Regions from separate parts of the Macaca mulatta genome. Here region 1 is linked to region 2. A link is a contact called in public Hi-C data. All regions are on one chromosome and are shown on one strand. Each heading gives the region's core, a stretch centred on a gene start, on an enhancer-like site or on the middle of the called end of the contact. The rest is flanking DNA. Distances are from core to core; before and after follow the strand shown.

Region 1 (5,917 bases), core at 374-2,873, 91 kb before region 2:
CATGTTTTCCTCACTCAAGCCTTTTTAAAATCCAGTGATCTGGTGGTGCCTGGCCAACGTAAGAGGAGCAGGAAGGAACCATTGGTTACTCCAGGCTGTACTGAGGCGTTGAACTGGGTCCTCGGCACCAGCCTCACATGCTGACAGTCCCCAGTCTACAACCCTCTGGGCAGGAAAGAAGGTGAAGGGCCATGGCTGAAAACACGCGCAGCGCCACCGGTGCTTTCGGATCTGGAGGGGCGAGGGAGGATGCGGTGGGACGGAAGGGGAGAGGACCCAGCACTTACAAAGATGCTCTCACAGCCAAGTTATACAACACTCCATGTAAACAAATGCAAAATATTCTTTAGGGACAGCGCAGCGAGGTCGGGGAGTTAATAGGAAAAACAACGGCCCCATTCATCAGACAGAAAGCTTAGTCCTGTGGTTCTTAACCTTTTGGGTCACCTTTGAGAATGTGATGAAAGCTGGGGCTCCTCTGATCAAAAATGGGCGCTTAGAAATAAGCAGATGGGACTCAGTGGTTCGCCAAGCCGCAGAGGCCCACAAGGAAAGACCCCGGACTCAGCCAGCGGCGTTTGAATTGAGTTCACCGCTGGCTCCATCGAAAGCCACCTAATTAAGCAAATAAAGGGTGGCAAAGGCTGCCACCTGATTCTGTCAACCGGAAAAAAAAAAAAAAAAAAAAAGGAAGAGCTCACTCCAAGCGGCGCAAGAAATAGAGATCAGCTGCTGCGAGCTTCGAGCAAACTGTCCCTGCGCGCAGGCCCCTCGCGTTCCCCTCCAGGCCCAGTACCTGGCAGAGCCGCGTCCTCCGCGTCCTCGGCCTCCGCGTCCCCGGCCTCCGCGCCCTGCTCCTCCGGGGCCCCGCGCGCCCGCCGTTCCGCTTCCTCCTGGGCAGCCTGCTCTACCGGCGGCGGGGGCGAGGGCGGGGCGCACCGGGGTGCTGGGCCCCCGGCGCCCGACGACTCTGACGACGCCGAGTCCTCCGAGGAGCCGGCCGGGCCCCAGTCGTCCCAGAGCCAGGGCGCGTGCGCCTGCTCCAGCAGCCGGCGGCCCAGGCGGTAGTGCAGCAGCTCGCGGTAGCACGGCCCGTACTCGTCCCAGCGCGGCTCCTGGTAGCGCTTCATGTACTCGCTCTTCACCCCGCTCCCCGGGGACATGGTGCCGTCCGCCGTCTCAAGCGCCAGCCGCTCCGAGCTGCCCGCAGCCTACGGGACCCGGTACACGACACAGAGGCCGCCCCGCCCCTCCGCCGGCCCTGCCCGCCGCGACGTTTAAACCCGGAGCCCCGCCCGGACGGGAGCAGGGGGCGGGTCCCGGCGGGGGCGGGGCGGGGGCGGCCTCACTCGGCGGCCCAGACCAAGAGCAGAGGCGGGGACCCGGGCTGCTGGGGTTGAGGGGCGCGACGCCGAGGAGGGCTGCTCAGAGGGTGGAAGGCAGGGAGGCTGCGGGCTGGGGCGAGGGGACCGCGGGAAACGGGGGCTGAGCGGGAGGAAGAGCGAGGCAGGGGAGCGGCGGGGCCCGTGATCGGGTGATCCTGGGGTCTCCCGAGACGCCCCCTGAGCTAGGCGTGCGGTCCCGCGGGGCTGCCTTACCTCCTTCCCGCCACGCCCGGCCGATCCTCTGCGCCCAGGCCCGAGATGCGCGTGGCGCAGCAGCTAAAGCGCGCCTCGCTCTCCCGCGCGCTTTCCTCCTGAACAAGATGTCGCCGCGGCTGCCCGCGCTCCAGCAGCAGGCGGGAGGCGGTGGCGCCGCCTCAGTCCCGGAGCCTCCCCGCGCGCTCCTGGCCCCTGGGCCTCCGCCCGCTCCGTGGGGGCGGCTGCTTCCGTGCAGAGCGCGAGGCGTGGGGGTGCGGGCGGGCCTGACAGTCCAAGGGGCCCAGGCCCAGGTCCCTGGCCCACTTATTCGAGGTGCCCGCTCACCCTGGTCCCAGCACGCGTCACTCTGCAGGAGTCGTCAGTTAGGGGCAAGAGATGCTCCCTTCAGAAATGTAGCCCCCCAGGCTGAGACTGGGGGCGACACTCTCTGTCCCCATTCGAAGCCTACCCGTTCTTCCTCTCTGTGTTCACAACACCTGTTACTCTGGCTCCCTTTTATGTCTACACCCCCCAAATTCTTTTAGATTTTCATCAAAACCATTTCACTTGCTCAGAGACCCGTTTGCACATAAAACCTTGACAGATTCAGTTACGTTGTGCAGAAGTGTACAACATTGCCCCATTTGTTACAGTTTCAAAAGTGGCCCCGCACTATTTTCCCTTTTTGCACTTAAAACCTTCACAGATCCAGTTACGTTGTGCAGAAGTGTACAACGTTGCCCCATTTGTTACAGTTTCCAAAGTGGTCCTGCACTATTTTCCGTTTCTTAAAAAAGAGCCTTGATACAGTAGCCGCAAAAAGATTTGAAAGGAAAAAAACTTTTGGAAAATCAAAATATATGTAGCAGTTAAAAAGCAGGCCCAGGCCGTGAGTAGCACTCACGGCTTCCACGTCAGGATTCCCACGAATTCACCTACTTTCTGCGTGTCCGCATCCTGCCTCCCACCAGCGCCCCCCACCTCATCATAGCTAAATGATTCAGAGGCGGGTACTGGCCCAAAATGGGGAGGCTCAGACCGTCTGCTCTGAAAACTTGAAGTTACTAGTCCAGTCATTAGCACGGGATTGTGTTAATGGCAGTCTCTTCTGGACGGAAACTCCATGATACCCTGCTGCTAATGAGTCCGCGGACGCCGTGATTTCTCCGCTTCCCAACTTTATTTTCTCTTCCTTGACTTACATTAGGAACATTCTAATGCACTTTCCTTTTGTTTAAGCTGGCTGGGGTTGGTTTATGATGTTTGCAACCAAAGTAGCCTTAATAAAGATTTAATAAGGTGGGGAAATGGTTATATGCAGTTCTGTGGGACATGCAGGACACCATCAGTTTCAGCTTTTGCTGCATAATTCACTCCAAAACTTAGTGGTTTAAAACAGCTAAGATTTATTATTTCTTATGATTCTGAGGGTTAGCTGGGCAGTTCCTCCACAGTTGGATTCTGATGGAGAGACAGCAGGGTTCAAGATGACCTCCTGATATAGTTGGGATAATTCTCTCCTCCAAATTTGAAGTTGAAATTGGTCACCAATGTTGGAGATGGGGCCTAGTGGGAAGTGTGTGGGTCATGGGAGCAGATCCCTCATGCATGGCTTGGCGCCGTTCTTCAGTAATGAGTGAGTTCTCACTCTTTTAGTTTGCATGAGAGTTGGTTGTTCAAAAAGATCCTGGCATGTCCTCCTCTCTCTCTCGCTCCCTTTCTCTCTCCATGTGACATGACAGCTTCCCTTCCCTTTCCACCATGATTGGAAGCTCCCTGAGGCCTCACCAGAAGCAGATGCTGACACTATGCTTCCTGTATAGCCTGCAGAACCATGAGCCAAATAAACCTGTTTTCTTTATAAATTACCCAGCCTCCGGTATTCCTTTATAACAGCACAAAACGAACTAGTACACCTCCCTCACATACCTGGCAGTGGGGTGGGCTGTGGGTTGAGCTGTCTTGGTCACACCCTCCAGAAGGTTGTACTGGCATCTCAAGGTCATATACATCTCCTGCTGCATTCTCACGTTTAAATAAATCACAAGGCTAAGAGTCAAGGGAGAGAAATAAACTTCCCTTCTGCATAAGGGGAGAGGAAAATTCACATTCCAAAAGAGATTGCATACTGGATGAAGGAATTTGCGGGCATATTTTACAATCTTCAACACAACACACACGCACACACACACACGAATATAAGGGTACTCTGGGAGGCTAAGGCAGACGGATCACCTGAGGTCAGGAGTTTGAGACCAGCCTGGCCAGCATGGCGAAATCTCATCTTTACCAAAAATACAAAACTTAGCTGGACTTGGTGGTGCCTGCCTGTGGTCCCAGCTACTCTGGAGGCTGACAGGAGAACTGCTTGAACCTGGGAGGCAGAGATAAGCTGAGATCATACCATTGCACTCCAACCTGAGCAACAGAACAAGACTCTGTCTCAGAAAAAAATTAAAATAAAAATAAATAAGGTTAGGAATGATTTGGGGTTTTTCTTTTTACTTGTCTCTATTTTTCATAATTAAAATGTATTACTTCATTCTAATATTTAAGCATATTATTATGTCAGGACTTATCCATTTGGAAGTGACAAAAAAAATTCAAACTAGCTTAAACAGAAAGGATATTTGTGGGTTCAGGCAGAGCTAGAGCCGGGGGTTCAACCAATGTCACTGGGACTGTCTTTCCTTCTCTTTATCTTTGAGCTCTGTTTTCCTGCTGAAGGCTGGCCTCTTCTTCTCCCACTGGAAAAGGACTTCCTCCATATAGCTGGAGAAAGTGCCACTTATAACCTCGAGCTTATATTGTCTGAGCCAAAGACCACCAGCAAAAGAGAACTTCTTGGTATTCCAATTATAGACAAAGATTCTTCCAGTTACATGCGCAGCTGTTTCCAGGGGCATGAGATGATCCGATTGCCCAAGCCCAGGTCACATCCCTATCCCTGTAGATGGGGACAGAGTGGGAGGCTGGGGTCGACAGCCCCACGAGAACCACAGGGGGACAGGGAAGAGCAGTGAGCAGATGAAGCAATAAGTGGCCATCTATACATTTGCCTTTGTGTTAAAATAACAAGAAGATGATGAGAAAGACCAAATTGGACTGCACTCATGGGGTGGGAAGGGATATAATTGACTATATGTAAGGTCCAGCTGTTAAATAATCAAATATAGTCACAAGCAGAATCTCTAAGATTGTATTTCTAGATCAGAGGAGGTAAGCCTTCCTCCAGAGAATCCCCCACTGATACAGCACTGAAGGACAGACACAGTGGACGAGGGTGTCCATTTGTTCTGCAGATGAGATGAGGACTGACGAGCAGAGATAAAAGATAGGAGTGTGGCAAACGTTACTGGCTTGGGACTGGTTTCTTAAGCAAGAGGGAACTTTTAGGAATGGCCTAAGGCAGTGGTCCCCAAACTTTTTGGCACCAAGGACCAGTTTTGTGGAAGACAATTTTTCCACGGATGTGGGGTGGCAAGGCAGCGTGGTTTAGTGATGAAACTGTCCCACCTCAGATCATCAGGCATTAGATAGATTCCCATAAGGAGTGTGCAGCTTAGATCCCTCGCATGCACAGTTCATAAGGGGATTCGCACTCCTATGAGAATCTAACGCTGCTGCTGATCTGACAGGAGGCTGAGCTCAGGTGGTAATTGTTCACCCGCTGCTCACTTCCTGCAATGCGGCCCAGAACCTAACAGGCCACTGACGATACCAGGACCCCTAGCCTAAGAGGTTCGCAAAAAAAAAAATGGAAAGAGTGGAAATTTAGGAGACACCAAGGGGACTCCAGAAACCAGGCTGCAAGATCCAGGCATAGGCAGGAGAGGGAAGATCTGTGCCCTTAATTTCAGCAGAGGAAGCCCTGGCTGGGAGGCAGCCCTGGGTGAGGAGGGGCATCTCCCCCTGGTGGAGATTGGGGAGCCAATAGAAAGGAAGATCTGGCCGGGCACAGTGGCTCACACCTGTAATCCCAGCACTTTGAGAGGCCTAGGTGGATAGATCACCTGAGGTCAGGAGTTCAAGACCAGGCTGGCCAACATGGTGAAACTCCATCTCTACTAAAAATACAAAATTTAGCTGGGCATGGTGGTGGGTGCCTGTAGTCCCAGTTACTTAGAAGGCTGAGGCAGGGGAATCGCTTGAACCCAGGAAGGGGAGGTTGCAGTCAGCCAAGATCGCACCACCATGCTCCAGCCTGGGCGACAGAGTGAGACTCCATCTCCAAAAGAAAAAAGGAAGGTCTGGATCTGTACATCTGAAAGATAAACAATAGATATTTGCCACGTAGGCCTACAGATTCCACATGAGAAAACCTGCTGGCGACCAAG
Region 2 (6,465 bases), core at 1,095-3,594:
ATGCCTGTGCGCGCGGGAGAGAGTAAGTCGCTGGGGGCGAGGCCAAGGCTGGGCGCTCAGCGCTAGGGGCGGGGGCGGGGGCGGGGGCGGGGGCGGGAGAGGGGCCTGGGCGCAGCGGGCACTCACCGGTGGTCCTGCCGGAGGCGTAGAGGGACAGCACTGCCTGAATAGCCACGTACATGGCGGGCACGTTGAAGGTCTCAAACATGATCTGGGTCATCTTCTCGCGGTTGGCCTTGGGATTGAGGGGGGCCTCGGTGAGCAGGGTGGGGTGCTCCTCGGGAGCCACGCGGAGCTCGTTGTAGAAGGTGTGGTGCCAGATCTTCTCCATGTCGTCCCAGTTGGTGATGATGCCATGCTCGATAGGGTACTTCAGGGTCAGGATACCTCTCTTGCTCTGAGCCTCGTCGCCCACGTAGGAATCTTTCTGACCCATACCGACCATGACGCCCTGCGGATCCGAGACACCACGCACCCATTAACGCCGCTCCGGGTGGCACCAGACTGGGTTACGCGGGGACCCCGACCCGGCTCCTTCCGCAGAGCGGCAGCCTGACCTGGTGTCGGGGGCGGCCCACGATGGACGGGAACACGGCCCTAGGGGCGTCATCCCCGGCGAAGCCGGCTTTCACCAGGCCGGAGCCATTGTCGCACACGAGGGCGGTGGTCTCGTCTTCGTCGCACATTGTGTCTAGTTTCTGCAAGGACAGGGAGACCGCGAAGAGGCGCGGTGCATCAGCGCAGACGTCTCAGCGGCAGCGGGGGAGGCCTGGCCGGCTCAGACGTCCTCCCTCCCCAGGAACCTAGGGATATCCCCTGCCAGAACCACTCAAATTCTGCCAGGGCGGCGACCAGGGGTTCTCTTCCTGAGCTTTGCCCCTGGCTAAGGGCTGCCCTGCACCAGGAAAAGGGGCACAGGGTCGTGAGACCACACTGAGAAGTCCTCTGTCCACACAGCCAGGGGAACATGTCCCCCAAGACCTGTCTGCCCTCCCTGCCTGACACCTGCTCCAGGAGCTGGACGCTAGTGCCCATGCTCTCTGCACCTCCCTGACCACATCTGTCACCTAGGAAGATAAGGCCTGGGCACTGCCTGCTCGCTGGGCCAGCGTGAGGGTGGAAGGAGATGCCCATGGGAAAGGCGTTGGCACCCCATCCAGAGAAGAGTGACCTGTTAGGAACCCTATGACATTTCAAACTCAGAAAGGGCCTTTTTCCTGTTGGAAACGGAGCATGGGTGGTCCTGGCTGCTCGCTCATTAGCTCTAGCGCTAGTTCGGAAGGGAACTGCCTTGGCGACAACTAAAGCAAAACCGTTTATCTCCCTAGGCACATCCTACATGCCGCATAAAGCAGCCCAGAGGGGCTAGAGAAAAATCTGGAGACGTCTAATTTCCAGAGTCTGTCTTGTCTCCTTTTTAAAGCGCATGTAGCTCCGGAGACGAGGCACAGCGCTCGGGGCGCAGGCTTGGGGCTGACCAGGTGAACCGACTGGGTTCTGCCCCGGAGTCCTTCAGGTTCCCCTCGGTATTCCCCTGTCCCCCTGTCCCCTCCCAACTCCCGCCCTACCTGGGCGGGTAGCTACAACTGCTACTCTCGGCTCGGGCCCTGGTCGCCGCGGGAGGGAAGCGAGGCTTCACTTGGCGCTGTCCGCTGCGGTGGCCGCTTGTCCCTCTGCTCAGGTTTTATATAGCCCGCGGGCACTCCCTCCGCGCCACCCCGCAGGAATGTCGCTGCCCTTCTCCTGCCATATTTGGGTGTTGGGCACTAGAGCCCCCTCCCTCGGCCGGTTCGCGGCCTGGGCCCCCGCCCGGGTCCCCTGCGTTGACCAAAGAAGGAGAGGGTTGGCCCGGTCCCAGGTAACGCGGGCCGGGCCGTATATGGAGTGTCTCCCTAGCGGGTTTGCCCCTCCTGACCCGACCCAGTTGCCCGCTGGAGGGGATGGGGTGGGGCGAGGGTCACCGCGTGCGCCGGTGGGTGCATGTGTGCGCCTGCGCTCCGGGAACCACACCTGTTCCAAAGGCCTCCCCACCCATGCCCACTCTGAGCGCCCTGGGAGCTCGGGAAGGTGCCTGACTGCTAACTTCCAGTATTTCAACTCCTCTTCAGGTTCTTTGCTCAGATTCCCAAACTCCCACTTGCGACTACCGGGAGGAGGGAGACGTGTGGAGTGGTGGGCTTGGGCGGATTGGAGAAGCCGTCACTCCTGAGCCTCAGGCAGGGAAGGAAGGCGAACTCCCTCCCCCTTACGCCCCTGGAACTCCATTTCTCTCTTCCCACCCCTGAGCTCCCTGAATCCAAAAAGCTGAGCCACGTCGACCCCTTCCCCCACCGCGCAGAGGGCCACTGGCGGCCGGAGGGCGCGCAGCTGTCGCAGGACAGACAACTGGCGGGGGGGTAGGCGAGGGCGGAGCGCCGGGGAAGAGGCGCGGGGGCTCCCGGGGATAGGCCCGTCAGACGCAAAGCCTGGGCACACGGAGCTGTCCGCCTCAGGGACGCGCAGAGTACTTGGGTCTCCTAAAGGGATTGAAGGGGTGAGGGTTCCCCTCCTCTAGGACGCACTGGCCCCAGGTTTTGGTGGGCTGAGGCCCTCCCCCAACCTCTTCGGTGGCACTATGTGTGTCCCTCTCCTGGGGCTGAAAGACGAGGGTCATAACCCGGGACTGGCTAGACCTGGAATGGAGGTGGAGATGGGTGAGGGGCTCTTCCTAGATGAGGCTTTGCTGGTCCTTCCTGCCAATAAAGGGCGGGGGGAGAGGGGGGCAAGTACGCAGCACTCTAGGATGGGTGGCAGTTTTTCCTTCTGCAAAGGCTGAACAAACTCATCTTTATATTTAGAGGATGATGCCTGCCAAGGCCGGGCTGCCTCCCAGTCCACCTTAGAGTCATCACCTACCAGAGCCTGCTGCAGGTTCTATTTATATCACTGATATATGGGGCTATGCCTTTCAGATTTTCTAGAAGGATTTGGAGCTACTTATGGTAAAGTACAGTGGGGGTCAGCAGAGGTTACCCAGCTGGTGCCTGTCTCTCTCTCTCTCTCTCTCTCTCTTTTCCCCAAGACAAGGACAGTTCTAACCTTGTGGAGGGCACAGGAGGAGCAGTCTTTTGTGATGAACTCAGTGACATGCTTTAAGGGGGTACATCAGTGATACGGTGTGGGCCAGAACAGAATCACTCATTTTTCTGGTGTGCTTAAGTGCTCCTAAAATAGTTGCAATTCACATTTGGAAGTGGAAATCAGCAACTGGGACAGGTGCGGATTCTCTAAAAGGGGGATAGAAGCATATGTGACCCTCCTCTGTAGCCCACATCATGGCAGCTCATCCTAAAAATAAAGAAGTATTAACAAAAATGTTTTAGTGAATAAAATACTACCCTCCTAAAAACAATCAATTAAAAAATAAGGAGTTTGGCTAGTATAGGGACTACGTGGTGAGTATAAAGGCTCCTATGGTATCATATTTAGTTCTTCCAAGTATTTTGGAGAATAAGTGAATAACTGACAGAACTGTATTTCATTTTTAATATCCTGTGTCCTCCTGTGTCAGCGAGTAGTGGAGGTACTTGAAAAAAACCACCTGGCAAATGAGTTGCATGTAACATAAGGGGACTAGCTTACATTTAGGCCTTGAAAGTAGGAAATTTGCTGCCGTTCACTGGATACCTCAATATCTGTTCGCATTCCAAAGGAGAATGGGACTGTCACTATTTTTCAAAACTCTTGCTCAGTCCAACTCTTACCTTTCCTTACAGAAAGCTTTTCTAAGCTCAGTCTGTTACATTCAAACCCACACTAAATGCTGACCGTGATTAAAAACACTCACAAGCGAACAGAGACCTGCTAGTACAGCAAACTGTGGGAGATGGCCCCTGAAGTGGCCAGTTCAGGCATCTGTTCCCTGCCCACATGATTTGCAGCTGGTTTAAATAGTCCCTGACAGGTCACCACAGGCCACCCTCAGTCCCATTCTGGTCTTGTTGCATTCTCATTGGCTTAGAGAATAGACTGAACGGTGGGTGGCAGAGCCACGTCTCCATACATGTATGTTTTGGGGGAGCGCAGCAGCGCCCTGCACAGCATTTTGAGAACTGTCACTAAGTAAAGGTCAGCCATGTAGGGTGTGCTTGACAGGGAGTTCCTGCTTCTAAGTTTTCAGGTGCAGTCTCAGCTCTTCATACCCTGGTGGGGCCCTTCTGCTACCACTACGCCAGTGTGTTCGCACTTCCCTTCTCTCCACTCGTGCCACTCAACCGTACCCCAATCTCGCTCAGTCCCAGTCTTCCCTACTGTGTTTCCTATCAATTTAAACAGGAATTGGTAAAACACTTCATAATATGCTTTTATGTTTCAATTAACCTTTTAACTATCCTAAGGTAAATAAGATAGGTATTACTCATTCCAGTTTTTTTTTTTTTAAAAGAAAACTGAGGCTTAATGAGTTAAAACACACCCCAGGTTCCACAGCAGCCAGTGGAGGAGACAGGCTTGGGCTGTCCTTCCTTCTACTGCCAGTGGCCAGGGAGGGCAAGGACTGCGGCTTCTCTCTAATCTTCCCCAACACTGAGTACAGTGCAAAACACAACAGGCCCTTGAGGGATCTTTCCCAGTAATGAGCCAAAGCCATCCTAATATGAAAAGTCATGGCTTCCCCAGAAACTCAGCTTTGAGGGGCTGGCTGGGCACTCCAAGTTAGAGACATTCCAGGGACTGGGTAGACAAAGACAAACTCATTCTCCTTACAAGCTACTTAAAAAGGTCGGGTTGGCCAGGTGTGGTGGCCCACGCCTATAATCCCAGCACTCAGGGAGGCTGAGGCGGGTGGATCACTTGAGGTCAGGAGTTCAAGACCAGCCTGGCCAACATGGTGAAACCCCATCTCTACTAAAAATACAAAAATCAGGCCGGGCGCGGTGGCTCAAGCCTGTAATCCCAGCACTTTGGGAGGCCGAGACGGGCGGATCACGAGGTCAGGAGATCGAGACCATCCTGGCTAACACAGTGAAACCCCGTCTCTACTAAAAAATACAAAAAACTGGCCGGGCGAGGTGGCGGGCACCTGTAGTCGCAGCTACGTGGGAGGCTGAGGCAGGAGAATGGCGTAAACCCGGGAGGCGGAGCTTGCAGTGAGCTGAGATCCGGCCACTGCACTCCATCCCGGGCGACAGAGCCAGACTCCGTCTCAAAAAAAAAAAAAAAAAAAAAAAAAAAAAATTAGCCAGGCGTGGCGGTGCACGCCTGTAATCCCGGCTACTTGGGAGGCTGAGGCAGGAGAATCACTTGAACCTGGGAGGTGGAGGTTGCAGTGAGCCGAGATCCTACCACTGCACTCCAGCCTGGGCAGCAGAGACCCTATCTCAAAAACAAAAACAAAAACAAAAACAAAAAAAAAGGTTGGGTCGACTCCTGGCAGTCGCAAAAAAAGGGCTTGGATTTTCTCCTTTTTCCTCCTCCTGAAGCTGGTGGTGTGTGCACTCATGGCCACCTCCAAGAGCCTGTTGATTCATTGGAGCAGTGCCTACTCTTCAACCTCCTTTATACCCAGAATATCAAGAACTGGTTAGGAGCTTGCATTCTGGAGTCAAGCAGAGCTACATTTACCTTCCCCTCTGACTGGCTATGTGATCTTGGACAAGCGACTTTCCAGAAAGCATTCTCAACTCATGATACTCCCTAAGACTGATTTGAGGATTAAAAGTAGGGGAGAGCTGAGTGTGGTGACTCACGCCTGAAATCCCAGCACTTTGGGAGGCCCAGGTGGACAGATCACCTGAGGTCAGGAGTTCGAGACCAGCCTGGCCAACACGGTGAAACCTGGTCTCTACTAAAAATACAAAAAAATTAGCTGTGCATGGTGGCGGGTGCCTGTAATCCCAGCTACTAGGGAGGCTGAGGCAGAAGAATCTCTTGAACCCAAGAGACAGGTTGCAGTGAGCTGAGATCATGCCAGTACACTCCAGCCTAGGGACAGAGCAAGACTCCGTCTCAAAAAAAACAAAAACAAAAACAAAACCAAAAACAAACAAAACAACAAACTAGGTGAGTACCTGAGACATATGAAACATTCAGCACATGATGCCATGTCTTGCTTCCAATAACTAAGGGCTTGGGGCAGATGCACACAGTGCAGTGGCAGGAAAGGCGAGAAAAGAATATTAGAAATTGGCCTGCTCAGTATACACACATCAATGTCACAACTGAGCAGCGAGAGTCAATGTCATGTTCACCGTATTTGGAGGGCATAAAGATTTTTGTACAAAGATTTATTCTAGTATTTAAAATGGTCAAAACAAGACAAAACAAAAAAAAACACAAAACCCTGTGTGTCTTAATTTTTGAGAGAGAGAGAGAGATACAGCAAGAGGGTAAGGGCTGTTACGTTAATTATGGTTCTGCCATATGGTAAAGTATCACGCATTTTAAAAAATTGTATTCTAAAGAATAATTAAGATGGGCATTCTCAAA

Evidence for each region. Hi-C and Micro-C count contacts between places; a contact is called where the count stands out from the background.
Region 1: a Hi-C map of fetal cortical plate shows a contact between it and region 2, with 2.0 times the contacts expected there. The contact joins the promoter of CCSAP here to the promoter of ACTA1 in region 2. A contact is called at or near these places in 2 of 14 Hi-C or Micro-C datasets (fetal cortex germinal zone and fetal cortical plate).

What each region holds. Positions count from the first base shown.
Region 1 is chr1:19,701,445-19,707,361 of T2T-MMU8v2.0, reverse strand. It overlaps CCSAP (centriole, cilia and spindle associated protein), which reads right to left and starts at 1,623. Exons shown (of 4, transcript NM_001261517.1): 1 at 1,599-1,623; 2 at 797-1,211. The coding sequence starts at 1,163.
Region 2 is chr1:19,610,328-19,616,792 of T2T-MMU8v2.0, reverse strand. It overlaps ACTA1 (actin alpha 1, skeletal muscle), which reads right to left and starts at 2,344. Exons shown (of 7, transcript XM_002802127.4): 1 at 1,569-2,344; 2 at 558-698; 3 at 127-451; 4 at 1-4. The coding sequence starts at 686.